Regions from separate parts of the Gossypium hirsutum genome. Here region 2 is linked to region 1. Evidence: chromatin contacts called from public Hi-C data. All regions are on one chromosome and are shown on one strand. The core of a region is the stretch at or near the end of the contact, and the rest is flanking DNA. Distances in the headings are between cores, read along the strand shown. Region 1 holds the start of LOC107891373 (dual specificity protein kinase YAK1 homolog). Region 2 holds the start of LOC107956775.

Region 1 (3,304 bases), core at 518-3,017:
AAATGATTTTAGTGATACCTATAATACCAACAAAAAAAACATGATACCTATATATAAAATTAATAACATTTTTAAAAAATTACAATCTCAATTATAACCAAAATCAACAATACAATTGATTTATAATTACAATCAGATCATGAAATTTAAGTTAAAATAAAATTTTAATTGAAAATCTATCTATAATATTTACCCAGGGTAAGATTCATTCTTCCAAAGTTACCAAAATATAATAATATATTTAAACTAGTTTGTATATTTATTTATATTTAGTTTTTTAGTTTTTAATGTTTTTCTAAAATCATTAATAAATTAAAAAATAATGTAATTATAAAATATTTTAAAAATATTTAACTAAATTAAAGTAAATTATATTAATGTTATTTAATTTTTAAAATATTTAATATTAAAGTAATTAGGGTGAAAAAAACTCGATTCGATTGGAAAAAATCGATTTTTTTTAATTTCGAGTTAATTAAATCAAATTATTCAAGTTAAACGGAATAACTCGATTCGAGTTTTGAATTTGAGTCGAGTTAAATTTTACAATCCTAATAATTCAAATAACATATTGGTGTAAATACCTTTTTGGTCCCTATCAATTTTAAAAATAAACAAATTGGTCTACCCCTCAACAAAAATTTAAAAAAATTAAAAAATTTTCAATAATTTTCAATAATTTTTAAAATTCAAAATATTCATAAAAGTTTCAAATTTAATATTTTTAAAAAATTATACAAAATTATAAAAACTTCTAAAAAATATATAAAAAAGTTAAATCTTTAAAAAATTCTAAAATATTAATTTTTGGACCTAATTAATGATTCAAATTTATATATCTCATTTCTTATTATTATTTTGCTTTGAATATTTTTAAAATATATAGTTTTAAATTTATATGCTCTACTATGGAATTAGTTATCCTGTAATAATATTTTTATTTGACATGGTTAATTATTTTTAATTTAACTTGAACAATTTTACTCTATTTGATTTGACTTGAGTCAAATTTAATTTCAGAGACTCGATTCAAAAAATTTCAAAGTGAGTTAGAATGATAAAATAATACTCATAAACTCGATTAACTCAAATTTTTTTTACTAAATTTAACTCGATTTGATTGAACACTCACCCCTGAAAGTAATACAAAAATTCATCTTCATTTGAATATTATTATTAATATATTACAATTTAAATAATATTACTGATGTTTATTTTATATATATTTTTAAATTAATTTATTTTAATGTTAGATTTTTATAATTTTATAATTATCTTTGTTTTACTTTAATAAACAAATATAATTATCTTTTATTATATTTGAAAATATAACTTTAAATGTTACTAATATGTATATTTTAAAATTAACAAAGTAATATTTATTAATTTTAATATTATAACATGATTTACTTAAGTAAAATATAAAAGTAACAAAATAACTTATTTAAAATCAACTGTATAAAAAAATTATAAAATAAAGTTAAAACAAAATATATAAAAGTTATAAAGTTATAAAGTTATAAAATAAAGATAAACAAAATGAGGGTATTAATTTAGTTAAATTTTAAAATAAATGCCTCAATATGGGTAAAAGAAGTGTAATGTCAACCGACTAAATTTTTTAACCTCGTATTGTTAATATATATACGATTTCTTAGAAAAGTTGAACCAAAAAATAGGTAATTTTCTTAGAAAATTATGGGAAAATGTCACTGTACAGTATTTCCATGGCACAGCCACAATCCCATAAAATAACAAATCTAAATACGAAAAGAAAATAAAAGCTCCCATTTGGAGGAAGAAAGAAACACGGCGTCTTTGTCCTCTCAGACCCAAAACTCTCTTCTTTTTTTCTTTCTCTCTCTTTCTATTTCTTCATCTATTGATCTTTCTTCTTGCATTTCTTCTTTATAATCTAAGTTTTGGGTCTTTTTATTTTCTTTAAAAAAATCCGATTTGGTTTCTTTTGTTGGTGGGTTTTTGTTTTTGTTTTATTGTGTTTATTTTACAATCTATAGAAGGGGTTAATCCTTTTTCTGTTTCTTCTTTATATCGAAATTTGATTTTTCTTTTATTTATTGATAATCTGTGGATCGACCTGGACTTCCAATATTCTGATTCTTCTCTGTTTCAACTGTTAATAAGAGAAAATAAGAAGAAAACTAATGGGATTGGAGTCAGCTGGTGAGTTCTTTGAGAAATCACTGAAGTTTCGATCTTGACTTCAAAATTGCAATCCAATTGCTGATCAAAATCGGGGTGTTGTTAGTTTTTTCAACTTTTGGGTGGCTTCAATTTCAATGGAGCTATTGGGGATAATAGTAAATTTTGGGGTCAGAAATGGTGGATTCCTTTTCTAAGGGGATAGTTATGGATGAGGTTGGTCCTAGTAATCAAAGAGAGCCTCAGGGGGCCTCTGAATTGGGTTCAGATGAAGGGTCTGCAGTGCGATGGCGGCCGAGTCAGCTGGTTTTTGGACCGTATTCACCCAGGAATGAAGCTGATAGAAAGCCGCGTGTTTTTGTCAGGAGGCCTGTAAGTTATATTTTCTAATTGTTTGTTCCTATTTACTTCTAAAGATTTGTGGGTAGTTTTTTGCATGTTCAAATGTTTAGAAACTTTTGAGGAGCTTTCGATTTGGTTTGAGTTTGAATTGGTGTAGATTAAGAGATGTTCAGCTGGTTTGATTGGTGATTCTGTTTGTCTGACACAAGAGAAGCATATATAAACCAAGTAAACTTAATCTTTAATGTTTCACTACATGCAATATATCATAGAAAGCTCTCAATTATTATACTTTTCTCAATTTGTATAATGCACCATTTCAGTATCCTAAAGCCGAGTAAGTGATCAGATTTCTTCCAGTTAGAAGAATGCAATATGTTGATACAAATATTAGCAGATTGACTGCAACCTTATACTTTAGATCCCATGTCCTATCTACCCTGATAAGCCATTATTCACTTCAACTCATTCCAATCTATGATGTCTGTAAAAAAGTTAAACTAGGGAGAAGAGACTTTGAAAAATAGTCTCCATGGAGCGTGAATGCTTATTTGTCCTTCATTTGCCGACTGGATCATCAAAGTCTGACCTGACAATGGCACTATGGATCTCCTTCTATTTATTGGATGTTCTATTGTCAAATGGCCTTGTCATGTGCCCTATTCATTTCTTAATGCAGGAACTCATTTGAATTGGTATTTATGTTTTAATGTCTCAATATAGGATTTTTTTAAGCAACTATTAGAAAAAGTATATTGGCATATTTCTTAAAATTAAATGTTAAATAGATCTTTCTTGG
Region 2 (3,527 bases), core at 539-3,038, 310 kb before region 1:
TAGACAAAGTCATACTTCACTATATGAAGGAGATCGCCAAATGCACGAACACAATGGACTGATGCTGGTTTTTTCAACTCTTTTGCAAGCTCTAGCTGTTGCCTAAATACGTCAATCTGGAAGATAGAACTTAAAGATTCAGAAAACTTTACAAAAATGACTAGTATACATGCACTCATACCAAGTAATGGCAACATGTAAACAGGATGCAAGTCTTTTTATTATGCATGGAGCTGCTCTTTTTGCCTTAGAGAAAACAGAAAGTATGCTGCCTTATGAAAAAATAGAATTAATACAAAATAAATGACAATCAAGATAGCACAAAAACAGTGAGGACCTGATCATTAAAATCAATCTCCCTTCCTTTTGAGCCTTTGTCCAAACCAATCTGAAATGTGCAAAAGCATGTTGTTATTTAAGAGGTAGCTATGAACAAATATAAATCCAAGCACAATAGTGTAAGAATCTAGTCCTGAAACCTTCTGTTTTAATATTTTCTTTTTTACCATGAAATTTGGAAAACTGAAGTTAAAACTCTACATCAGACCTATGGACTGCACAAACTAAAATAAAACTAAATACCCTTGGTTAGATATTAAGAAATTAAGTAGAATTAGTGGTAAAAGAAATAAATTTACCTCTCCAACAGCAGCAGAAGGAGTGGTTTCAAAGAATTCCTTGAGAGTCGTAAACCAATTTGGACTTCTGTGAGGAACATACCTGCAACAAATGAAAACAGTAAAAGAGAAGAGCCTAAAAACTATATCTAAGTATTCATTTTAAAAGTAACCATTTTACCAAGGATGAACTCCAAAGCATGGAATAACAGAAGGATACTTGTCTCCCATTTCTTTGACCAAATGCCAGTCTTTCTACAGTTTTCAAGAAAAACCCAAACATAATATCATTATAAAAAAACAAATAAAATAGGAAAATGAATGAGAAATCCAAGGTAAAAGGAGCGACCTCAGAAACACCATTAACAGCAAAATTAAGGAGACCAGAATCCAAAGCAGTGGAAATGAGTTTGGGGGCTTTGTTGAGAATTCTGGGATCTTGAAGGTGGCAATGAGCATCAAACAATTTCATGGGTAGCTCTGTCTTCTTTGTGTTCGATGATACTTGTTAGGTTTACTGTTTTCGGTTCTACAAATTTTGCCGCAAAGATTTTTGGCCTTGGAGTTAGGGAACCTTTTAGAATATCTGTTTGTTCTGTCACTGACACTAACTCCACAAGGGCCACCTCCACGTTGCTTTACTTTCTACGCCCTTTTTCTATTGGCATAATTCCATATAATACCCTCGATATTTAGGGATTTTTAATTTTGTGCCCTTGACTTTTTTTTTTATGTATTGATATCATCAACATTACGATTTTTTCACAAGTCAATTTGGCTTTAACGGAAAACGTCAGTTAACCACCAGTCAAGCGCTGGTCAACGAAATAGCTTATGTGACATGCTAATCTGTCAAAAAAAAAAGAAGTAAATACGAAATTAAAAAACGAAGAATTTATAAAAAAAACCTTAAAATTAAAACCTATCATTAAAATCCCTAATCCCTTCTCAAATATTGAAATCCCTAAAACTTTTACAATAAAATTGGTATATATATTATAATTTTTGTTGTTTTTCAATGCTTCAACAGACACCAACCAATTTATTCTTTCACTGTTTTTCTCCATAGAATGAAATTAAAAAAAGAAGAAGAAAGAATAGAAAAGTAGTTATTTTGAATTCAAGTAACACAGAATCAATCTCCTTTCCACTTTGAATAAAAAGGCAAAAATGGAGAGTTTCAACGCTAAAGACCCATCAACAATTGGTGGCATATCCATCATTTTCCTTCATTCCTTCATTCCCACCCATTGCTTCCTTTCTCCATTATCAGATAGGCCCAGAAATAGGGAAGACACAGTGTATAAACTTGCTTCACTTTTGCTTACAGTTATTGGTGGTAGCTATATACTGTTCTTTCTATCTGGAAAGGGTGGGAAAATTCATTCTCATAATCAACCTTTGGAGAAAATGGTTGTTGTCAGTCTTGTCCTTGTTCCAACATTGTCTCATTGCGCTACCATTCTTTCTGTGTTTCTAGGTGTTGGAAACTCATCGTCGATGATGGTGTTTGCAATCATAGTGCTTTTATTCAGGTATAGAATGAAAAATGACTCTGAATTTTGAGAATTGCTTAAATCAATTTGAATTTGTCAGTAGTTGGCAGATGTTAGCTGTCGAAACCATTTTTTGAAAACAAGAAAAATAGGGGATCGACTTTGAAAACGGAAATGTGGAGTCGCCACCAATCTTTTTGTTTCGGTGTGATTGGATCACCTTAATAAAATATGTTACTCCATTTAAACCAATTTTGGCTTACGTAAATTTGAGAAAACGGGTTCGGGAGTCGGTTACGCATGAGGAAGGATTAGCACCCTCACTACGCCTAAAATTGGTACCAAATTGATTAAATAATGTCCTTATATCTAAGATTTAAAAATGTTTTTAAAATGTGATTCCTTTGAAAACATTTGAATGGTTCAAGTTGGTAATCAAAATTCTCTTGTTTCAGAAGAATATAGCATCACATCCAGCATGATATGATACGATCCTTTATACCCTCGAAAGCACGATAAATTTCGAGTTCCAAAAGTTTATATGTTGAAAATCACAGAAGGATGCCCAATTATTTAGTCCAACGAGAAAAACCGAAACCCAGCACAGTAGGGCACGATTCCTCTAATTTCTAGACATTGTACATTGCCTTGTTTTAGAATTTAGAAAACATGAGTGAAATTCTAAAGGGACATTTGATTATTTTGGACAAACGGGAAATTGCAACCCAGCATGGTAGGGCACGATTCCCCGAATTGCCAAACATCGAACATTTCCTTCGTTTTAAAGAATTTTTAAAGACATGAGTGAAATTCTAAAGGAATATTCGATTATTTTGAACAAAAAGGAAATTGCAACCCAGCATGATAGGGCACGATTCCCCGAATTGCCAAACATCGAACATCGCATTTGTTTTAAAGAATTTTTAAATGGATAATTATAAAACTAGCTTAAAACGCATTAATTTGACTTGAAATAGAATAGAATAGTTAGTTTGGATTAATAAGTTTAAAATCTCAACGAGTCAATTCCGAGTAAAAGGCGAAGTTATAAATATGAGACAATATGCATGGATAGCAAACTCTTTTAATGAATAAAAATAGTATAAAAATGAGTAGACAAATAAAAGAAAATTTAACGTGCATAAAATGATATTAAGCTCACATCCACACATTAACAATCAAAGTTGTGAAAGCTAAAAGTATAACTAAGGAAACAAATCAAAGTAAAAAGCTCTAACAAGTTTTTAAACCGAGATAAATAAAATAAGATTAGGATAGCAACACCAAAAACTAATAAAAAATATAATGTAATAACTTATAAAACAATAAAAACAACAAAACACACATGATATGCAAAACAATATGGACAAAACTACAAACATCTAAATAATTATTAAAACAAAGATTATGAAAG

What was found. A called contact is a pair of places that touch in the nucleus more often than the background predicts.
Region 2: a contact with region 1 is called in a Hi-C map of anther, with 2.9 times the contacts expected there. The contact joins the promoter of LOC107956775 here to the promoter of LOC107891373 in region 1. A contact is called at or near these places in 8 of 34 Hi-C or Micro-C datasets (anther, hypocotyl, leaf and 1 more).

What each region holds. Positions count from the first base shown.
Region 1 is chrA11:85,344,058-85,347,361 of Gossypium_hirsutum_v2.1, reverse strand. It overlaps LOC107891373 (dual specificity protein kinase YAK1 homolog), which reads left to right and starts at 1,767. Exons shown (of 18, transcript XM_041081948.1): 1 at 1,767-2,535. The coding sequence starts at 2,341.
Region 2 is chrA11:85,652,274-85,655,800 of Gossypium_hirsutum_v2.1, reverse strand. LOC107956775 reads left to right here and starts at 1,788. Exons shown (of 1, transcript XM_016892302.1): 1 at 1,788-2,183. The coding sequence starts at 1,788. The coding sequence ends at 2,183. It also overlaps the pseudogene LOC107890937.